2 separate regions of the Mus musculus genome follow, and region 2 is linked to region 1. Evidence: chromatin contacts called from public promoter capture Hi-C data. All regions are on one chromosome and are shown on one strand. Each heading gives the region's core, a stretch centred on a gene start, on an enhancer-like site or on the middle of the called end of the contact. The rest is flanking DNA. Distances are from core to core; before and after follow the strand shown.

What was found. Promoter capture Hi-C pulls out the DNA fragments that hold promoters and counts their contacts.
Region 2: a promoter capture Hi-C map of pre-B cells shows a contact between it and region 1, with 4 times the contacts expected there. The contact joins the promoter of Usp32 here to the promoter of Dhrs11 in region 1. A contact is called at or near these places in 17 of 39 promoter capture datasets (the 3T3-L1 cell line, 3T3-L1-derived adipocytes, the C10 cell line and 11 more), 1 of 15 datasets of contacts at CTCF or cohesin (the NIH/3T3 cell line), 13 of 484 Hi-C or Micro-C datasets (CD4 T cells, CD8 T cells, the HL-1 cell line and 6 more), 4 of 115 datasets of contacts at active chromatin or transcription factors (effector CD8 T cells, embryonic stem cells, fetal liver and 1 more) and 3 of 9 other capture datasets (adipose tissue, liver and pancreatic islet).

Annotation. Positions count from the first base shown.
Region 1 is chr11:84,825,915-84,831,382 of GRCm38.p6, reverse strand. It overlaps Dhrs11 (dehydrogenase/reductase (SDR family) member 11), which reads left to right and starts at 2,380. Exons shown (of 7, transcript NM_177564.5): 1 at 2,380-2,632. The coding sequence starts at 2,486. It overlaps 4930502E09Rik (RIKEN cDNA 4930502E09 gene), which reads right to left and starts at 2,205. Exons shown (of 3, transcript NR_046281.1): 1 at 1,971-2,205; 2 at 1,341-1,481; 3 at 515-893.
Region 2 is chr11:85,137,493-85,142,960 of GRCm38.p6, reverse strand. It overlaps Usp32 (ubiquitin specific peptidase 32), which reads left to right and starts at 3,006. Exons shown (of 34, transcript NM_001029934.1): 1 at 3,006-3,250. The coding sequence starts at 3,193. It also overlaps a transcript of 1700125H20Rik not described here.

The sequences.
Region 1 (5,468 bases), core at 1,131-3,630:
TGTGCCTCTGTGACAATTCTTGGCCCCCCAGACAATGTAGTAGGACGTGATGTCTGGACAGTGGGGCTGGCCAGAGTGAATTGTAGGGGCTCCCTGTCCATTAGATTCCAGATGGGCAGCAGTGATGCTTAAGTTCCGTTTTCATCATTGGCATCCTTTGTCGGTAAGGCCTCATTGCCCCTCAGACTGGCCTTCAACTGAAGATGATCCTCTTACCTCAGCCTCATGAATGTATGGTGTGTTTACAGGTGTGAGTCACCACACCATAGGTAGTTAGTTGATGGCATTTCTTTAATCAAGCTTTGGAATTGTCTTTAAAATGGATTGTAGATCACTGAGCAACATCAAAACAACTTTGGAAAGATACTCTCAGCTAGGCATTTTTTTTTTTTCTTTTTTTATTAGGCATTTACTCTGCCAGCTGAACTACACTCCTGGCTACATAAGATCTGCAAAAGCAATAGTTTTAATATTGCCCTTCCAGCCATATGAAGGATAGCCAGATGGGTGCTTAGTGAGTGAAAAAATTTTATTCCTATTTTAAAAATGCATTGGTATTCTTGATTGCCTGTGTAATTGTGTGAGGATATTAGATCACTTAGAGCTGGAGCTGCAGACCTTTGTAAGCTGCTAGGTGAGTGCTGGGAATTGAACCAGGGTCCTCTAGAAGGACAGGCAGTGTTTTTAGCCTCTTGAGTCATCTCTGGCCCCAAGTGAATTTATTTTTTTTCTTTTAAACTCAGGGTCTCACTAGTTCACACTAACCTCAAGTTTACAATTCTGCCTCAGCCTCCTAGGACTGCATCAGCATGGGTTGTGTGACTGTGGTAGGCACGCACGCGCCTGGTCTTTGAGCTTCTTATCCATGTCCAGAAATCATAAAGGATGGCTATCTGAAGAAGGTAGACATCAAACAGTTTGTTGGTTTTTTATTTTTATTTTTTGTTGTTGTTGTTTTGTTTTGTTTGAGACAGGGTTTCTCTGTAGCCCGGGTTGACCTGGAACTCACTGTACACCAGGCTGGCAACAAACTCAAGAGATCTGCCTGCTGAGTGCTGAATCAAAGGCATGTACCACCAGCTGGCATTATCAGGCATGTATGGGTACACTGTTGGTGTCTTCAGACACACCAGAAGAGGGCATCGGACCTTTTTCGATAGTTGTGAGCCACCACCATGTGCTTGCTGGGAATTGAACTCGGGACCTCTGGAAGAGCAGCTAGTGCTCTTAACTGCTGAGCCATCTCTCTAGCCTTCATCACACTTCTCTTTTTTTTGTTTGTTTTGTTTTGTTTTGTTTTGTTTTGTTGTTTTTCACACTTAATGTGCCAGTATACTTACTGTGTTTGAGAAAGGGGCTCATGTTTCAGTTGGCCTGGAATTCACTCTCTACTAAAGGATGGCCTTGAACTCGTGGACCTGTCTCTTATGTCCCCTTACCGGCTTGTGCCACCATGCCTTGTGGTAGAGCTCTGTTGGCTCCTGCACAAAAGAAAAACAAAAATATTGTTTTTGTTGTTTTTTTCGAGACAGGGTTTCCCTGTATAGCCCTGGCTGTCCTGGAACTCACTCTGTAGACCAGGCTGGCCTCAAACTGAGAAATCCACCTGCCTCTGCCTCCCGAGTGCTGGGATTAAAGGCATGAGCCACCACGCCCGGCTCAAAAATCTTATAAGGGTATATTATGCATGCTGTTTAAAGTTATGGCTACCACGTGATATTCAAGTTGTCAGCTTCTGCGGGTGACTATTGATGTACATCGTGTAACATTTGCGCCGTTGTAGGACTGGGAGTGGTTGATGTCAAGGACGGTTGAAGACGTGGTGCCATTTAGGTGTAGAGTACTTGGGTATTTTAACCATTTACTTGGCCAGTGAAGCCAAAGGATCAGGTACAGTGAACAATAACCCTTCCTCAGGTCAACTGGCCTTGATGGCAGAGGCCCTTAAGCTTTTTGGATTGAATCCTTACTGTCAGTCACCAGTGGTTTGGGAGGGCACTGGAGTAACCTTTAGATCCCCCATCCTGTCCTCAGGCCTTTGGAAGTAGGGCTGATTGAGCAAAGGAGGCCTTGAGTGCGTGCGAGCGTGCGTCCTCTTCCTCGCAGATGGAGGCTCTCCACCGCAAAGGGAAGCGCTCACGGTAAAAGCAACTCCACCGGCTGTCAGGCCCCACTTCCGCGGTGGGCCCCTATCCTCAAGGCTGTGCGGTTTCCGCCTGTCGCGGGAAGGACGGGCTCGTGCGCGGGCGTGGGCGTGTCCGGAAAAGGTGGCCACTCGGACGCCATGTGGCCCAATGCGGAGGTCCCGAGGGCGGAGCCCGGGCCGGAGGCCGGGCCAATAGTGGGTGGGTCTAGGCGCAACTCCAAGTTGCCGGCGTCCCCCACTGCAGTGACCAGGGAGCCACCGATCTTCAGTAACCCCAGACTAAGCTCCCCGCTCCCAGTGCCTGGTTCGCCGAACGAGGTGGGCAGACGGCTCGGGACCATGACTAGAGCTGGCATGGAGCGGTGGCGCGACCGGCTGGCACTGGTGACGGGAGCCTCGGGGGGCATCGGTGCGGCCGTGGCCCGGGCATTAGTCCAGCAGGGACTGAAGGTTGTGGGTTGTGCCCGCACCGTTGGCAACATCGAGGTAAGGCTCCGCCAGGCAGCGGGGACGCTCTTGGGGGAGGGGGGAGTACGTCGTTTCCATGGGGCAGGGCTTTGAGTGAGGGGAGGGAGAGTTGCCGTGGCCGGAGCCAGAGACCCTGCTCTTTTTGAGCCTACTACCCTAGGGCCATTTGCAACGGCCTTGAGAGCAGGAGTGCTGTTTAGTAGCGAGAGGACCTAAGTTCTCTCTAAGTTCTATTTTTATAAGAGCCATTCACTCCTGATAGTTCGTGTCGCAGCAGAGTACCAAATCCTGACCCCTGGTATTCTCTTCCCTTACCCCTGCCATCTTGTGCCCCCTATACTGGCAGGTGAAAGAGGAAGCCAGAGGTCAAGGGCTAGCTAGGCAGCCAGGGAGAAGGGGGAAAAAAAGAAAAGAAAAAAAAAAAAAAACTGGCTAGTCTAAGTGACTAGGTTAGTTTCATCTTGTCCCCAAACCTCACCCAAGCCACACCGAGTAAAGTGCTGGCCAACCAATGAACAAGAAGCTAGTGTTTGACCCATGACTGAGGGTGAGGTTAGGGTGGAAGCTAGCTCTCCTTTTAATTCAAATCTGAGCTCAACTCACATGCCATGAGCCTAAAGAGTGAATGGAATATTTACTTGTAGATCTCTTTCTCTCTCTCTCTCTCTCTCTCTCTCTCTCTCTCTCTCTCTCTCTCTCTCTCTTTTCTGATTCATTTTCCTAGGTGGGACTGAGTAGGTGAAATAGGGCATTAAACCTGTAAGTCTTGAGAAAATAAAATGTTACGGATCCAGAACTCCCTAGTTTTTCTCTTAACATTCTTTTGGGGGTTCCTGGAGTTATGAGCAGCATCAGATCAGAAAAGATAGGGAGGAGATGCCATTTGGGAGAAGACAAGAGAAATTCCCATTATTTGCCCTGGCAGGACCACCTGCAGGGCTCTATCTTCACCATGGCTCAAAGTCCTCTGACAGAAAAGGGTAAGGAGGCCTTGGGTGGAGGCAAAGGGAGAAGTTGTTGCAGGAAGGAGGACTGTCCCCTCCCCAGCTACTGGCCAAAGGTACACTTTATAGCCTCTCAGATAATCCCAAGGTCACCTGCCTCCACCATTGCCTCACTTCACCCTTCTCCTTCCCTGGAGAAGCACAGGGCCCAGCCCCATCTTTGGAGCTGAGAGGATTAAGGCCAGGATTGGACAACTGGATTCCCTAGGTTTTTTTTGTTTGTTTGTTTTAGTTTTGATTCCCTAATTCTGAAGCCAGTCTTGCCTTCTTTTCCACTTCTCTACCCTAAACTAGCCAGCAAAGGGATTCCCCGAATCCTAAGGGAATCTCCAAGCAGATCAGTCAACCCTAGGGTGGCTGCATGTCATTAAGAGAGAACCTCTTTGCTGTGTGGGGACAGCCCTGATTTCAGGTCATTTTGGAGATCAGATGGAGATGGCAGAAGTGAAGCAAGGAGGGACAATGACAGAGAGATGGATAATGTTCTACACATACACACACACACACACACAGACATACATACACATAGACACACAGACATACACACAGAGACACACGTATACATAGAAACACACGCAGATGCACAAACACACACACAGACATACGCACATAGACAGACATATACACATACAGACACATAGACATACATACACACATAGACACACACACACAGACATACACACAGACACACACATATATACACAGACACACACACAGATACAAACACATAGACACAGAGACATACACATACAAATAGATAAGTATACACATAAACACATAGCTTTGCTGCTGAGGACTTTTAGTCTGGAGGGAGATGAATTCCTTTTCTGGGTTCTTGCTTACTATCTGTTTTTATTCATTGATGAATTTGCTGATATTAAAACTAAGTTTGGGTTCTGGTATTCTACTGGGAGAAATCCTATTCTGTGAGGTAGACATGGACAGTAAAGTCAGGTGGAAGGGGGCTTCTGAGTCCCAGAGGGGCACTATTTTTTAAAAAATTATTTATTTATTATTAGTTGTACGAGTACACTGTAGCTGACTTCTGACGCACACCAGGAGAGTGTATCAGATCCCATGACAGATGGTTGTGAGCCACCAGGTGGTTGCTGGGAGTTGAACTCAGGACCTCTGGAACAGCAATCAGTGCTCTTAACCATCTGGGGCATACCATTTCTTAACTCACAGAAAGTTACAACAGCCACCTATCTAGTTCTAGGACATCCAGAACTACATAGAGAGACTCCATCTCAAAAAAAAAAAAGAGCAGGAAAGAATTTATTTGGTCACCTGATTGAGCCTTTTATTTCTAGCTTCACTGGGGAGGAGGAGGGCTCTAGGCCAGGGCAGTTGGCCAAATTGGCTTTCCTCTATGGCAGCTTCTCCCCGCACCCCGCTGCAATCACACAGTCACCTTCACAAGGCTCAGTCACTCACTGGCCTCCCACAGCCTACTTGCTTCCAACTTCTAAATGTCAGTTCCCTCCAAGCTCAGTGGCTCTGCTTTCTCAGGGCTCTACGGAATGTCCTGAGGATATGCACAGGGAGTGTCTAAGAGTAGGTGGGGAAAACTCAGGATGGGGCTGGGGTAGTAGAGATTAGAGAGTCTGTCTTGACATCCTGACCACTTGTAGGGAGAAAGAGGAGCACTCCGTTGAGAGCTGTGTATAGGACTCACCTTTAAGTTCTGTCTGCCTCCTGGGAAGAGAAAGTGGCAGTTCAGAGCTGAGCCCTTCTGGGAGGGACTGGCTGATGTTAAAGAGAATTTGGGCCCTGGAGTAACCAGCTCAGCATGTCTTGGCAGTCAGTGGTGGAGGAATGACATGGGGCCAGAGGTATATGTAGATTTA
Region 2 (5,468 bases), core at 1,757-4,256, 310 kb before region 1:
GTCATTTACGTTGCCCTCTCATAAGCACAAATGACACACTAATCTCTCATGCTTTAAATATTTGTATGGATAACCTTTTCACAGGCATGTAATTACAGCTAAAGGAATGGTTTCCTAAGTACAACTTAATGCTTAAAGTGAGGTAGCTGGCTAACTCTTCAATGGATTAAGTGAAATTGAACAAACTAAATGATTAATAGAATTCCTTCAGCATGACAGGAAGACTATATTTTCTGCATCATCAAACATAAGTATTGTATCAATTTTAAGTTATAGGGAGACGGTTAACATTTGACTACATGATGTGATACAAACCAGAGGCGGGTTCTTATCCCAGTTTAACATTTAAAATTCTCATCAGACATAACTATTCTCCCTGCTTTCTTTAATAATGTGTAATAATGGAATGAAACATTTTTATGATCTTCGGGACAAGCTAGGCCTGTATTCCAAGAATAAAATCTTTTTAAAATATACATTGTGTTTTAAGACAGGACATTGTTATGTATATGCAACTGGCCTTGAACTTTGTGATTCTCTTGCCTCTATGGCCCAGGTACTGGAATTATAGGTGCAAGCAGACACTCCCAGGAAAGGACAAAGTCTTGAAAGTTTTACGCATTACTTTAAACTTGATTAAGTTTTAATCTAGTCTTCCCAGATGTTTTTGTGGCAATTAACTCTTAATTCAAATTCTAACAAAAGTCCCAGCTTTCGAGTGGGGTAGTGCCACAAGGGGAGAAAATAATTTGCTCTGAACTAATTCAACTGTGCAGTTTTACAGCCAGACCCGTGCTTAGTAAAGTGAGAGCATCTTAATGTACTATTTGATAAGGCGGCAACGCATACTGTATCTTGCATCTGAACTCGTAAGGATTTTTGCTCCTCACAGCTGAAAGCTTTAGTTTCCCTTCAAAATAATCTATTTCAGAATTCATACTGTATAGGATGACTGTTTTGTCTGAGGCTACACTGAACGGATCACATGGAAATGAAAGGGTTTGGATTATATCCTCAACTTCCTGATCCATGGGCTTTTAGTACTACAACTAATCTCAGGTCTTACTGAGTGCCTCAGAGAACTGGAAAAGGCAGTGTTGTGACTAAGGCTACCACGCTGGAGATCTGGTCCACCAGGAAAGTAGAGAAACACTTTTCGCTGGCAGGGCATGTGACTATCAGTCGGCTTCAGGAACTGAAATCATTTTTTGCCGGGCCTAAATGATCTAATTGGCACCTCCAGTCTCCTCAGATCAAACAGCTATTGTTTTCAATGTTTCCTTATTGAGAAGCTTCATGGCATGACTTTCTTTTTTTTTTTTTTTTTTCTGTTTTCTTTTGCCAGTATTTATTTTTATTTTTATTTTTTTTTCCATTTTTTATTAGGTATTTAACTCATTTACATTTCCAATGCTATACCAAAAGTCCCCCATATCCACCCACCCAATGGCATGACTTTCATGGTGAAGACAGATACACATCAGAGTGAAAATGAAATGGGAACCAGGTGTGGGGCATAGGCTTCCAACATCTGGAGGCAGAGACAGGAGGACTGCCACAAGTCCCAGTCCAGGCAACTGCTAGAACTTGTCTCACTGGTTCCCCCACCCAGAAAAAGGAAATGGAAAAACATTCCATTGTGTTTATACACCACATTTTGTTTACTAACTTATGACATTTATTTTTAACGTTTTGACTATTGTATATACTATAAATGCTGAGTGCATAAATAGCTGTTCACACATCCCTTTAAAGACATACTTCGGGACTATATACTGAGAAGTGGAATTGCTGAACCACATGCCTGATATGCTACAACACAATGAGCCATGTTAAGTGAAATAAGCCAGTCACAGGAGAAATGTAGTTGCCTTGATGAACCAACATTACTGTTGAAAGTTTCAGTTCTCTACTAGATCAAGTAGTCCTGAAGATAAACTAAGACTGAATAACGATGTAAATGTTAATGCTACTAAATTCACACACACACACTATATACATATGTATTATACATAAAATATATGTATTTTAAAGCAAGCTACTCAGTTTTGAACTGTCTCATTTTTAGAGGGCAAGTGTTTGGTTGAAGCATGAAGGTGGCAGGGCTGGGTGTGGTGTTTCTTGTAGAACCAGTACATGGGAAACTGAGGCACGCGAATCTACAAGTTCGAGGACAGCCTGGGTTACAAAGCAGAACCCTGCGTCAGAAACAAACACCCAAAACAAAACATCTAATGCGGCTTAAAAAAATTGGGGGAGGGAGGCAACAGGTTCAGAGGGAAAAATGGACCAACATAGTGGCTTGGGCCTCTGAAAGAAAAGCTAAGGCAGCCGCGTTTGGAGAATGGGAAGGCGTAGAAAGTAAAATACTGCGACAAGGTCCACTGCCCTGTCCTGAGGCTCCATCTCTAGAAGGAAAAAGAGGTATCTTCTCAGAGAAGCCGTGAGTCTCATCTTCCACTTCTGCCAACATCCCCCGAACGTTAGGGGTCCCCCGCCTGCCCGCTCCTTTTGTCGCCCGCACCGCTTTCCTCAGACCCCCCCTGCTCCCTAACATTCCCCTAGTCTTCCAAGGTGGGTCGCGGCCACCGCAGCACCAACCGTCATCGCTCCGGCCCCGCCCGTCGAACGCCAGAACGTGGGGGGCGGGAAGACCCGTCCTCGGGCGCCCCGGAAGTCACTGCCCTCTTGGCCAGCTGAGCGCCGCGGCGGGATTCGAGGCCTAGGATTGGCAGGAAGATAGGGATGACGTGCTACGTGTGGCGAGGCCGCCCCGCCCCCCCTGCGCGCTCTTAGCGTGGGGTGGGGCGGAGCGTGGCCCCCCGGCGGCCATTACCCGGAACCGTCCCGGGCCTTGGGTCAGGTGACCCGCGGCGGTGCTGGCGGGAGGGCGGGGTGGGGGCGGAAGGGAGGAGAGGAGGAGTGAGGCGAGACGCGAAGGGAGGAGAGAGAGGAGAAGGGCGGAGTAGGAGGGAGGGGAAGGGGGCGGGGTGGGAGCGGGTCACGTGACTCGGCATGGAGGCGGCGGCGGCGGCCGGGAGGAGTCGCTGGGGCAGAAGCCGCACTTGTTAGTGTTGGGGGAGGAGGGGGCCGGGGACGCCGACACCGTCAGCCGGCGACGCCGCGAAGGAGGCGGGAGGGGGGTGGGGGCGAAAGCAGGCTCCGACCCCCGGCCGAGGGGATGAGGGGAGCATGGGCGCCAAGGAGTCACGGATCGGATTCCTCAGCTACGAGGAGGCGCTGAGGAGAGGTGAGGGGGAGGGGTCGAGTGAGCTGCGGGGAGGCCAGCGCGGAGCGCCCAGGGGTGGGTGGCCGGAGGGAGAGGAGGCTGGGGCGTGGGGTGCCTGGCGAAGGACCCGGGAGGCCAGCCGTGGGAATATCGAGGGCAGGGAGGTGGAAGGGGAAGCGGGGTGTGGGAATTGGGGCACTAGGGGAGGGGGCGAAGCTTTGGCAGTGACGGGGGTACCGGGCGCTGGCTGGCCATTGCCGGTGCACTCGGTTGGCGTTGTTATCTTGTTTAGGTGCAGGGAAGCCCTGACCATCGGTTCTTGGGTGGCTCAACCCTTCCAGGCCCCCTCATCCTTCAGTGCCATTTTCTCATATCACTCTTTCATTTAAAAAAAAAAAAAAAAGCCTCCGACAACATCCTAATCTGGTTTCTAACAGCATTGGCTGGAGGAGAAGACAGGGCGTTCTGTTTTGCTCCTGGAAGTCCTTTTCTATTAGGGAGCCTCTGGTTTTCCCAGGGTCTTTGCCTCTCTGTTGAGGGCGATGACTATCCTTCCATTTACTCCTGCCATCCTTCACCCTTTGAGCGGTTGACTTTGATTAAGAACGACCTGAAAGTGAAGTTGTGTTTAAGGTGAGAACAGATTAGACAGCTGATGTTCATAAGACCTTGTCTTAGGTTTCCTCTCCTCGGACATTGATCAGACGGTTTTAGTACACTTGATTCCCAGTTCTTACCCCCTCGCTCCCTTAAAATGGCATTCGGAAACCCAGCATTGTGATACTGTATTACAGCTCCCTTCAGAGACTGGCCTTGCTGTCAACGGCTGCTGCTCTTGGCTCTGATTCACACTGTGTTGTTAATAGCCCCCAACCCCCTACCACTTACTCTGATACGATTGTCAGTGTAAAGCTCGTGCTAACTGGAAGTGTCTTGCACAGTTTATGGCCGGAATGTGACTTAATTTTTCATGACTGAGATTTGAGAGTGTGTCTGTGTGGTGCTTGTAGTTCTCTTTGATGTTTAATGGATTTTCTTGGTAAGAAGTGAAAAACATTAAGCAGATTAGTGGCCAGACATTATTGTTAACAGATTTCTAAGACCAAAATAAATAAATAAATAAATAAATAAGTAAATTCAGTCATGCGCCAGGTGTTTTTAGTAGCTTGGGATAGAAACTTAAAATATGATGAAAAAGACATTTTAAAGTGAGGATTTAGAAATGAGATCTAGTTCATATACAAAGAGAAATAAGTTCATTGGACCCACAACCTAATAAACAGAAAATAAGATACAGAATTGTAGCTGCATCAATTTTGGGGCTGAGCAGAATAGCGAAAATACACCTTTTAGTGGTTCTTCCTTACCATATCTGCATGATGATTATTCTTTTTTTTTTTTGTTTTGTTTTGTTTTGTTTTTTCGAGACAGGGTTTCTCTGTGTAGCCCTGGCTGTCCTGGAACTCACTTTGTAGACCAGGCTGGCCTCGAACTCAGAAATCCACCTGCCTCTGCCCCCCCAAGTGCTGGGATTAAAGGCGTGCACCTCCACCGCCCGGCTGCATGATGATTATTCTTAAGTACAATCTTACTTGAACTTTTTCTCTCTGTTTCAGTATGAGAAATATTCCAAATTCTTGATTTATTTCCAACCCTAGTAGACCAGTCACTTCCTGAATTCTGTTGAGCTTGACAGGTCTGGGGGCAATTAGTCTATGGCTTACATGGCATGAAATAGGGCACAGTCAAATGATTTACAGCTGTTCAGAAGTGTTCCTTAAGTTTAAGGGTGTGAATACCAGTGATATACCTGGCGTTAAGAAATTCTAAAATTAAACTTTTATTCCAGCTCTTGTTGATTTACTTTATATCAAATTAAGATTGTGTATTTTGTTTTTTTGAGACAGGGTTTCTCTATGTAGGCCTGACTGTCTGAACATCATTTTGTAGATCATGCTGGCCTTAAACTCAGAGATTCACCTGCCTCTTCCTCCCAAGTGCAGGATAAAAAGCATTCAGCACCATGCCTTGCAAGACTGTACATTTTAAAATATAAATGGAATCAATACATTTAAAAATGATCTGGTGAAAGGTTTTTGTTTAACGTGTTATGAAATGTGCCCGTGAAATTTTAAAATGCATATTTGAAGAAGTATCAAGGTATGAATTAAAGTCTTAGTTGTTTGAATGGGTTTGTTTTTGTCAGGTTTTTTTTGTTGTTGTTGTTTTTTCGAGACAG